Regions from separate parts of the Ovis aries genome. Here region 1 is linked to region 2. Evidence: chromatin contacts called from public Hi-C data. All regions are on one chromosome and are shown on one strand. Each heading gives the region's core, a stretch centred on a gene start, on an enhancer-like site or on the middle of the called end of the contact. The rest is flanking DNA. Distances are from core to core; before and after follow the strand shown.

Evidence for each region. A called contact is a pair of places that touch in the nucleus more often than the background predicts.
Region 1: a contact with region 2 is called in a Hi-C map of liver, with 2.3 times the contacts expected there. The contact joins the enhancer-like site here to the promoter of LOC101111733 in region 2. A contact is called at or near these places in 3 of 16 Hi-C or Micro-C datasets (liver, mixed tissues and skin fibroblasts).

What each region holds. Positions count from the first base shown.
Region 1 is chr25:7,025,611-7,030,912 of ARS-UI_Ramb_v3.0, forward strand. The region is part of intron 1 of LOC132658655 (a long non-coding RNA gene); the gene reads right to left. Among named protein-coding and RNA genes, the nearest start is that of TRNAR-CCU, 190 kb to the right of the region's middle. Within about 2 kb of position 2,336, at least 13 of the 54 cell types and tissues checked have an H3K27ac peak or open chromatin away from gene starts, as enhancers often do. A contact at or near this core is called in liver, where this site is marked.
Region 2 is chr25:6,775,961-6,781,947 of ARS-UI_Ramb_v3.0, forward strand. It overlaps LOC101111733 (eukaryotic translation initiation factor 2 subunit 2), which reads left to right and starts at 3,807. Exons shown (of 1, transcript XM_015096963.3): 1 at 3,807-5,208. The coding sequence starts at 3,912. The coding sequence ends at 4,913. IRF2BP2 (interferon regulatory factor 2 binding protein 2) reads right to left here. Exons shown (of 2, transcript XM_027962392.3): 2 at 2,633-5,987.

The DNA.
Region 1 (5,302 bases), core at 1,086-3,585, 250 kb after region 2:
AGGGAAAATATTTACAATAAAGGTTGACCTAAAAAAGATCTAGACCGGGGTCAGTGTCCCTTCAGCTTGGCCTGACCAATTCCAGACAGAGCGCCTCAGGGGAAGGCAGGGCCTTGGGTACAAAGAGCGTGGGTTTGGAGTAGGCAGAGGCCTGAGTTCAAATCCTGCCTCCCCACTTAACTAGTTGGGGCAACAGAGTTCATCTCAGATGAGATTTCCTATCTCAGAAGGTTTTGCAAAGGAATTGAGATTCGTGCAAGTGAGATGCTTGGCATGAAATAAACATGTTTGGCCTCCTCCTCCACCTCTACACATCAGATTCCTCACCTTTTAAAAATATTTACTTATTTATTTGGCTGCATCAGGCCTTATGTGCAGCACCCAGGATCTTTTGTTGCAGCACACTAACTCTCTACTTACAATGTACATACTTAGTTGCTGCTCAGCATGTGGGATCTTAGTTCCCTGAACAGCAATAGAACCTAAGTCTCCTGCATTGCAAGGCAGATTCCTAACTACTGGACCAGGAGGAAGTCCCCCAGCTTCCTCACCTTTTAGATTAAAAAGCTGGAGGAGGTGGGTCTCAAGGCCACTTTCAGCTCTGACTTCCTGCTGTTCCCTGAAATCACAGGGGTTGTAAGTTCCTCTCCTGTGGAGGATAGGGTGATGCATTCTGCATCCAGCTGCCCTCCTGGCCTCTAACTGACAGGTTCTGGGCTCGGCTGCCATTGTAAAACCACAGGGACACCAAAAGACCTGGGTGGAGGCCTGGTCGCACAGCCTGGACAGGCTCCTAGCCTCCCCTCTCCATCTCAAAGGGCTTCTCTGCTCCATGCACAGCAGGGGTTTGTCCTTTCTGATTTTGTGCACTCTCTCAAAGGTTACCAGCCGAGGACTTCCCTGGTGGCCCAATGGTTAAGAATCTGCCTGTCAATGTAGAGGACATGGGTTCGATCCCTGCTCCAGGAAGATTCCACATGCCGAGGGGAAACTAAGCCCATGCACCGCAACTACTGAAGCCCGCCCTGTAGAGCTCGTGCTCTGCAACAAGAAAAGCCACCGCAATGAGAAGCCCAAGCACAACTAGAGAGTCGTCCCCTCTCTCTGCAACTAGAGAAAGCCTGCAAGCAACAATGATCCCGTGCAGCCAAAACATGAGTAAGTAGTAATTTTTATAAAAAGGTTACCAGTTGGGTAGAAATGCATTATAAGACATTCAGACTTTAGCCATTGTCCTGATGGGCAGCTTAGTGGAGAGAACCACCCTCGGGCAGGTACTGGGAGATGAATTCACTCCTCGCAGGCTGATGGCTTTGGGCTCAAATGCTCCTCTAGTTCCTCACCCCTCCAATGACAAGCCGCCATATCCACTCTTGCTCTGTTGGGTGAGATTTTCCCATCAAATGGTAGATCTTGTGAATGTTTCTGAAAAATATGAAACTCTGGGAAAACGGGAGGGATTGTGGGGACTCCAGCTTGGGTCTCTAAACCAGACCTCCCATTCACCCTTCTGTTGTCCTGGGAAAACCCAAGACAAGAACTGGCCAAGCCCTTCACAGGAGGAATCACTGGAACTCTTTCTCTAACCCTTGGGGAGTAGCTGGCTGCCTTTCCATGGGAAAGCACATGGGATAAGCTGTGTGTCTCTCATGACCTCTAGGTGAGTGACCACATGCTCCCTGTACCCAGGCCATTTCAGTTTATTCTCGTTACCCAGAGTAATCATTAACAGCACCTCCTTTTATTTTCAAAATAGCACCCCAGCTGTGCAAAAAGGTATACGGTCACCATCCCTCCACGCCAAGTACTACGTCTACAGCCAAGCTGGATTGCCTTGACCTTGCATGCTCAGTCGCGTCTGACTCTTTGCAACCCAGTGGACTGTAACCTGCCAGGTTCCACTGCTCATGGAATTTTCTAGACAAGAATACTGGGATGGGTTGCCGTTTCCTATCACAGGGGATCTTCCTGACCCAGGGATCGAAACTGCATCTTTGGTGTCTCCTGCATTGTCAGGCAGATTCTTTACCAACAGCACTACCTGGGAACCTCTGCAATGATTCATCATCTGATGCAGATGTCACCCCCATTGCACTTCTGCAAGAGGGGACACGGTTTCAAGGGGGATCAGAGGGTGTCAGGCCCAGACGTACTCACCAGCCTCCTAAGAGCAGGGGCACAGTGCTGTTCTGTGGCCCTTGGAGACCGGTTCCTTCCTCTCCTCAATTCCTTGCTCATCCAGCTCCATCCGAAGGCTCAGCTCTGCCAGTACCAGCATGGCCCGCCGCTCACCCAGAGCTGCCCCCAGCTGGGCCTCCCAGGTCTCAGAGCTGCTTCCGTTTGAGAACCGCCCGGGAGCCAAGGACATTCTGTGCCGAACAGACTGAAGCTCCTCATCCCCAGGGCTGACTGTTCTCAGCTGTTACTACATCATGACAAGAGAAACTTGAAGGAAGGCTTGGGATGCCACAGATAGTTGAACTGTTGATGTTTAAACATATTTTTCCCTCTCAGCCAGCAATTCTGTGGTTTCTCTTATTGGGTTGGAAGCCCTCTAGAACACTTCATGTTGACAGCAGTTTGTAATTATGTCACTTCCACCCCCTCATGTGCCCAAGAGGGGCCTCACAGAACAAGCACTCGTCCCATTTCACAGATAGGGAGACTAAGTTCAGAACAGGCAAAAGATGCTGATCTTTCACTTGACCTAGCCACGCAGGCTTCCTTCTAATCAAGACTTTGACTAAATCGTTCTCACACACACATACACACGCTTACACAAACTCGAACCGTTTCCCAGGGGACCTTGTATGGTTTCCCCTCTCTGGTTTTACTCGTGATACTTTCCTACTTCCTGGCTATAAATACCCCGAGGTCAAAGACGTCTCTTGGTTTCACTACATCAGCCAAAGAAGCAGTCACTCAGAAGCAGACAGCAGGGAGCAGCCACAAAGGGAGAGGCGGCAGGTCTGCTCCGTCCAGGACAGAGGGGTTATTTCCTTTGTGTTTTGCTTTTCAGAAGCAGCCACCAGAATTCTGTCCGGGAAAGTCAAGCCCCGTCACGCACGCTTGTGCCCCAGGGCTTGGGCTGGATAAGCAAGGGTGGAAAAAGCACTCTCATTTTGAAGCCTGCCTAAACCAAGGCTGGTGGAGGTGAGGCCCCTGTATGGCCAACCACTGGACCAGCTGTAAAAACCCACCTCCAGACTTTTCAGATGGGGGTTCAAGGCCACACCCCAGGGAAGCTATTTCTTCTAAATACCACTGTCTTCTCTTCCTCTTTCCTCACTTTCAGGGTAAATTCTTCCTCTATGTTTCATAGACTTTGAATTAATGTTTCTCTTATTACAAATTTATTATTTATAATATAATTATTATTTATCATATAATTGTGTTATTTATATTAGAGCTTCCCTAGTGGCTCAGATGGTAAAGCATCTGCCTTCAAGGCAGGACACCCAGGTTCAACTCTCATTTCTCCTTCTGAACTCATCTGTTGCCCCATCATGAAGCCAGTGGGAAACTCCTCTGTACACTCATAAGAAAGTGAGAGTGAAAAAGGCGAATGAGGCCTTAGCAGTGTTTTGAAAATAGTCTTGGCTGTCCAGAGCCCACTGTGAAGAGAAAGGCCAGGGAGAAGAGCCTTCCCTTCCCTGAGCAAGAGCAGGACAATCCAGGGCTCCCCTCCATGCAACATGTCAAGGCCCTGAAGAATACAGTCACACAGGTCCCCGGGCACCTTCTGGATGCTGGAAATCACATGGCCATAGGCACCCAGAGGTCCCAAAGCCGGGAACCTGCACCCATACAGACCTTTCAGGGAGATCTTGCTTTCCCCAGCCCAAAAAACTAACATAGTTAATGCCTACTCTGACCTGTGACCTGCTGCTGGCCTGCCCTAGTGCCCCCACCACTACCACCACCACTCCCAGGCCTCACGGTGGTCTGCTCCCGTGGTCATGCCCGTGTGGTAGTAGATCACATTATCAGCCCTGTTCTTGCCTTCCTGTGCCCATAGCCCAGCCATGGAAGGGTGCTCTTTGCCATCCCTTGGCTTTAGGTTTGGCCATGTGACTTGCATTGGCCATAAGTGTGTGGACAGAAAGACCAAACAGCAGCCCTGAGCCTGGGCCTTGGGAGTCTTGCATGTTTCCACTTGCCCCTTTGTACTCCCATCATCATCAGAAGAGTCTACTGCCAGATCATTGCTGTCGCTTAGCCTGGGACCCCCAATGAACAATTATGGCAAGGACTGAGCCCCGTCAGCACCGACAGACCTATAGACTGAACCTGAGCCACCCCAACTGACCCTCAAATCCATGAATATAAACACGTATGATTGTGTGCTGCTGAGGTTTTTGCAGTTATTTGTTAACACAGCAAGGGCTAGCCAATACACCTGTTTCCTTGCCTCTAGTCTCTTTAAGACTATGAGTTACACAAAGGCTGCAACCAATGCTTGTTTTTATATTGTTTCCCAAGAGCACATAGCAATTATTTAATAAATGTCTTTTGAACATGGGAAGAAATGCACAGATGAACACCTAGACTAGTCCAGTTACCAGATCAGACTTCTGGAATCCTCTGACCCAAAGATCATCACAGAACACATCAACGATTACACACTAGGTATCCCAAGGACAGATCCACTCATATGCAAGGCTAGGCCAGCATTAGACCAGCTCTCATAACAGGCAATGGGGGACTTCCCTGGTGGTTCAATGGTGAAGAATCTGACCTGCCAATGCAGGGAACATAGGTTGTTATCCCTGGTCCAGATTCCTCATGCTGCAAGGCAATTAAGCCCACACTCTGCAACTACTGAGTCCATGCATCCCAGAGCCCATGCTCTGCAACAAGAGAAGCTGCTGCATTGAGAAGCCTCAACTAGAGCGTATCCCCTCTCACCACAGCTAGAGAAAGCCCAAGCACAATGAAGACCCAGTGCAGCAACAAAGATCCAGTGCAGCCAAAAAAAATAAAAATTTTTTTTAAAAAATTTTAATCTTAAGAAAACAGGCAATGGAACAGGTAAAGCATCCCTTGGGGATTGTATTTAGCTGTCCTTTAACTGAACTAGTATTCTCAGCTGCCCTCTTAAGCTTCAGAGACGAATGGCCTCTCTTGGAGGCAATCCTTGGTGATCTGCTAGCCATCTGTGCCCTGAACTGCCCTCACTCTCTGATGAAGTGCCTTCACTCCACACCCCTCCACCTGCCTCATGATGTTATGGACTGCATGTATGCATCCTCCCAAAAGTTCACATGTTGAAACCCTAACCCCCGATGTGATGTTATTTGGA
Region 2 (5,987 bases), core at 2,557-5,056:
AAGTGATAAGTAGTGAGATCTACAGATTATATAACACAGTTCATTTCCCCCCAAATATAAACTATATTTAGAAACATTGAAATGTGACATATTACTCTATTCAGGATGTATTATCTCAGTATCAAGAGCTTCTGTCTAATTGCTGGAGAAGACTCTTTAGATTATGCGATCCTGCTTCTAAAGTCTATTCAAAGGATGAGATCAACCAGTACATTGATGCTTGCAATTGAAACTAGGAATCCTGTAGTCTAGTCTCCAGACCTTGTCTGACCTAGGAGAAAAATCATCTCCTAAAAGGATTTTCAAGGATGACTTTCGTGATAAATTTTACGTGCACTGAAGAGTTCCTATACTATGGTTTTGAGTTTTAAAGGGCTATTCTACATTTTCTTTTTAAAGCAGTGTTTAAGTTTTTATTATAGTAGAAACTGTTCATGCCATTCTAATAGGATTGTTCTATTGAGGAGAATTTACTCCCATTTTCAGATTAAAAGAACAGCTTTTAGACCCAATGTCCAGATGATTTGCCTACAGTATACTTTTGCCCTAAAGTACCTTTATTGTAACTTGCATGGATTGGTGCTGCTCAGCCCCTCAGAGAAGTGCGCAATATCCTGTGATAAAGACCAGTGAAATCTACATCTGTAGATTTTGTATTCTATAATTTTTTTTAAAAAGTTATACCTCAAATTAAATCAAGCACTTTAAGTTGTATTGCCATTGGGAAGGAACAAGTAACACTGATGAATTAAACTTCACCATTAAATTGAGTATAAATGATTTTGTTAATGGTAAACTGGGATAGTGTGGCTATCCCTAATTATGGTCTTATCTGAGGATTAATAAGAGAAAGCCACATATAATCCATAAATCCAGTCATTGTCTATCTTCAACTCCTGAAGTAATTTACCAATTGATTTTTTGTGTATTTTTGTGCATTTTAAATGCCTGTGTGGGGTTCCTAACATTTGAGGAAAATGCAGGCTATTAACAGAAACTGCAGCAAAAGATCTAGATAGTTGACAATCTGAGAAGTTACACCCATAATTTTTATTGAATTGTAACCAGTTGTATTGTAATCAATACTATTGCTGTCAGAGGCCTAAGCAGTGGCACTGAAGGAGTTAAACAACATCCCCACTCCCACCTCACCACCCCCCCACCCCCATTGCTAGAACCCCAGATGATGAAGTAGGTAAATCTGTATTCCATTCATTGGTGCCTCTGCCCTTGGTCTGTGACAGAGGAAAGGCGTGTCCTCTCACTGTTCCCTAGGAAGAAAAGGCAAGCAAATAAGGGTGACTCAGTACTTCCAGTGGCTACACACGACTGAACATTTTTCTGAATGATTCCACGTATACACTTTGGAATCAGGAAGAGAAACATTCTACTCTTCGCTAACCAAATAAAACCATCTATAAATCATATGTAAAACAACTTTGAGTAATGGGGGGACTTAAAAAGCCTAGGAATTAAAAGGAGCTCCATGTTTTCCCTTCAATTTTTTCCCAGCTTTGGGGAATAAACAAAGATATCTGCCACATCAAGGGGTCAGATTGGTGTTTTTTTTAAAAACACTGGAAACAATGCAATCATCACCGTTTACTTTGGGAGGCGCTTTTCAGATTATAAAAATGACTTCTGCAAGCGGCACTATTTTCAGTTTCACTGAAAATAAAATTTAGCACCTTTAAGAAGACTTCATAGTTTAGCAGTTCTTTTAAGCTTATTAAATGGAATATCACATTGTGTATTATAATCTAGAAATAACTTATTAAGGATACTGTTTCTTAAAAATGCCCTTAAATAGGCTAATTAAAAATTCATTAAAATGCATATATAGTCATGGACTCCCGAAGTTACTGGGCCACCTCTAACTATGCATTAACTGTTGCTGTTTAATTTAAAACATATAGTAAGTCTACGTGTACCTGATCTTAAACACTGTAGTAAGTTTCACAAGTTCCCTTTGTAGAGAAGTCTGCCAAGCCATTAATCAATAAGAAGAGTAAAAGCTGCAAACATCTAGGAAATTTCTTACTATGTGATAGTAGACAGGAGTTTGTTAAAAATATCTTTATCTCGGTGCTTTCCACCTTTTATCTCCATTTATAAATTTAGGTTTCAGAGCATCAACAAAGCTCACACATGGCTTGGGCTCGAGACTTTATTCTAAAGCTTTCCAAAAGGTAGGCTTTTTTCTTTCGTCTGCAGTGAAGTTTCTCTGGCCCAACATCGCTGTTTTCTTCCACTGCTTCCCAGCGAGCAACTCCATGTCTTGACAATCTCTTCAATGTCATCACTATCTTCTCTTCCCAATCTACTACTGAAGAATGGCTGGCTGAACTGCAAGCTGCAAAGTAAACAAGTGCTTCTCTGGCTGTACTTTGTTCAGCTCTTCTCTTTATCTGCTTCCCCTATCCAGTTGCCCTTTCCCCAGTCCCTAGCGCTTTCTTCCGCCTTCCATCAGTTGCCTTTTTGTTCCATGTCTTTTATCTCCTCCCTTTCTCCTGCTGGTTCAGTCAAACCCCAACGCCAAACCCACACATCCTCTGGTCACGTTGCCACTGGTGATTAAAACAAGAGCCACTCTAAGCTTACTTTAAACAATTAAAAAAGGCCTCAGAAAATGTTCAGTGCTCCCAATTTTATTTTTATTTAATGCTAAAAGTTAAAGAAAAAAAAAAGTACTGTAAATCTGACAAATGACAGAATGCAGGTGATATTTCCATAGCGTGATTTTAAAATAATGTTGATATCTGAGATTACACTCACTTTAGTTGACATGAGTTTCATCATATATAGAAAAAGTATCACCTTCAACTTAAAAAAAAAGTAAAGGTTAAAAGGTGGCACACTTTTAAAATACTTGGTGGCCAAGGAAAGGTATCTAGTAATAAAGTTGTAAACCATGTGTACGTTCTTATAACTTTTAATGTGAGGCCACATGAAAGACAGTACATGTTAAATTCTATAAATTGTTAAAGCAAAAAAGGGGAAAGCTTCAACACCCCATCCCCTAATATTTTGAGTATTAAAAGCACAGCTGAAATATTAGGATTTGAAATCTGATACTGCCCACGTACAGTAAGTAGCTTTCTGACATCTTTATCCAGCTGTGGAGAATCTCTGCACTGTCATCAGTACAACAAAGAATCAAACCCATGTCCCAGTGCTAACTTTTTAACTTCAGAGAATGCCAGAGAAATAACCCAGACCAACACTTTCCCAGCTGCAAGCCTTCTATAAGGCCACCCAAGGGCCAGTCAGACTCTTATTTTTTAATAGGAGTAAACTCAACATGCAGCCCTTTAAAGCTGTTTAAATTCTCCCTCTTGAACACCAGCGCAGAGAAACCATAGGTTGTCTTTTCCACAGCTGGAGAGACTTATTCAAAACAGCAGGATGGTTCTTTATTAATCTTTTGGAAAGCTTATCTGTATAAAGATCGAAAAACATACAGATAGCTACCACAAATTAGGTCAAATGACTGATCAACTTGTAACGTCTATGAGGTCAAACTCCAGTTTATAGTAAAGTGCCTAGATACACATTTATACAACAGACCATAATAAACTGAATTCTTTACAAATGTCTTTATGGGCATGTAAAAGCGACTGTGTTTCTGCATGTGTGCATTTACATAAGAGAAACCAGTCAGATCTGAGTCATAGATATTCCAATTTTTTAAAAAAAGTGTAACAACAAACTGGTTAATCATGCAAGTCTGTTTGTAATATAACAATGACCGGTAACATGAATTTGCACAGCATTAATAATAGGTGCACTTATTAAAAACACCATGAGAGTGCGGTGGTGGGAGAAGTGTCGGCAGGAGCAGCGCTGAAGCCGGGGCCTGGGGCTGACCCGTCAGACTTTCCGTCCGTGCCGAGCCCACTCGAGCCGCAGCCATGTCCGGGGACGAGATGATTTTTGATCCTACTATGAGCAAGAAGAAAAAGAAGAAGAAGAAGCCTTTTATGTTAGATGAGGAAGGGGATGCCCAGACAGAAGAAACCCAGCCCTCAGAAACAAAAGAAGTGGAGCCAGAGCCAACTGAGGACAAAGATGTAGAAGCTGATGAAGAAGACAGTAGGAAAAAAGATGCTTCTGATGATCTAGATGATTTGAATTTCTTTAATCAGAAGAAAAAGAAGAAAAAATCAAAAAAGATATTTGATATTGATGAAGCTGAAGAAGGTATAAAGGACCTTAAGATTGAAAGTGATGTTCAGGAACCAGCTGAACCAGAGGAAGATCTTGACATTATGCTTGGCAATAAAAAGAAGAAAAAGAAGGTTGTCAAGTTCCCTGATGAGGATGAAATACTAGAGAAAGATGAAGCTTTAGAAGATGAAGACAGCAAAAAAGATGATGGTATCTCATTCAGTAACCAGACAGGCCCTGCTTGGGCAGGCTCAGAAAGAGACTACACATATGAAGAGCTACTGAATCGAGTGTTCAACATCATGAGGGAAAAGAATCCAGATATGGTAGCTGGAGAGAAAAGGAAATTTGTCATGAAACCACCACAGGTCGTCCGAGTAGGAACCAAGAAAACTTCTTTTGTCAACTTTACAGATATCTGTAAACTATTACATCGTCAGCCTAAACATCTCCTTGCATTTTTATTGGCTGAATTGGGTACAAGTGGTTCTATAGATGGTAATAATCAACTTGTAATTAAAGGAAGATTCCAACAGAAACAGATAGAAAATGTTTTGAGAAGATATATCAAGGAATACGTCACCTGTCACACGTGCCGATCACCAGACACAATCCTGCAAAAGGACACCCGACTCTATTTCTTACAGTGCGAAACTTGTCATTCTCGATGCTCTGTTGCCAGCATCAAAACTGGCTTCCAGGCTGTCACGGGCAAGCGAGCACAGCTCCGTGCCAAAGCTAACTAATTTGCTAATCACCACTGATTTTGCAAAGAGTGTTGTGGAGATTTGGCTGGACAGGTTTACCATCAGAGTGGATAAACCACTGTATTAAAAACAAGATAGAAAAGCTGCCAAGTTCTTTGGCGTGTGGCTGGTTGGTCTGAAATTCTTGCAAGATGCCGTTGCTGAAGCTGTTGACATACTCATTGCCTACTTTAACAACTGTCAGAGAAACATGATGGGGTAAGGCGGTGCTTTTTTAAAATCGTTCATAGACTTCTGTAAAATGCAAGATAAATTAAAGTTATTATAACAGTGATTCTTTCAAAAAAAAAAAAAAAAAAAAAAAAAAAACACCATGAAAAAAATACTGTATTTGGTGCAGTATCTGATTTTCAAGTGTTAATAACTCGACCATTAAAAAATATTTGAGCAATTTAAAAAAAGAAAGACAAAAACACAACTGAAAAAGTTAATCCAAAGTGGGTAACAATCTGTATTTTCAAATTAAAAGCTGGGTTGTGAACCATACACAGAAGTTGTAGACCTCGAAGCCATGATTCAGCCTAATGATAGGGCCAAGTTACAAACACCTGAACATAAAAGGATTTAAAGTAGTGTTCCTGTCAATGTTAAATCATAACAGCACAAAAGAAAAACCAGTATCACTGTGAGACAACTATTTCTAATAACTGATGATTTATTGGTTTAAAAAAAATCATTTTACTGATGCAAAATAGTGATCGAAAGAAATTAGTTTACAAAAGGCTTCTAAAAATAGTTTGAGAGGTGGGGCCTGTCTATCATGTAAAACTCTTTAATTTTCGCTAGTTTATCATTTTTTGTCCAGAAGAACAGTATTATTCACTTGGTATTTCAAACACATGTGAGAAAGAAATTACAGGTTTCCTCCACCCCCATCTGGGCTGTCACCGATATGCCCACGGGCAGTCCTGGCAGCACCCTACGCTGATACTGTCATTGTACCATACTGTATTTAGCACTCACTAGGAACAGGGTGCAGGTGATCACACCGACAGCAATAGCGCTACAGGTAAATGATAAGACGACAAAACACAAAACGGAAACGAAACCAAT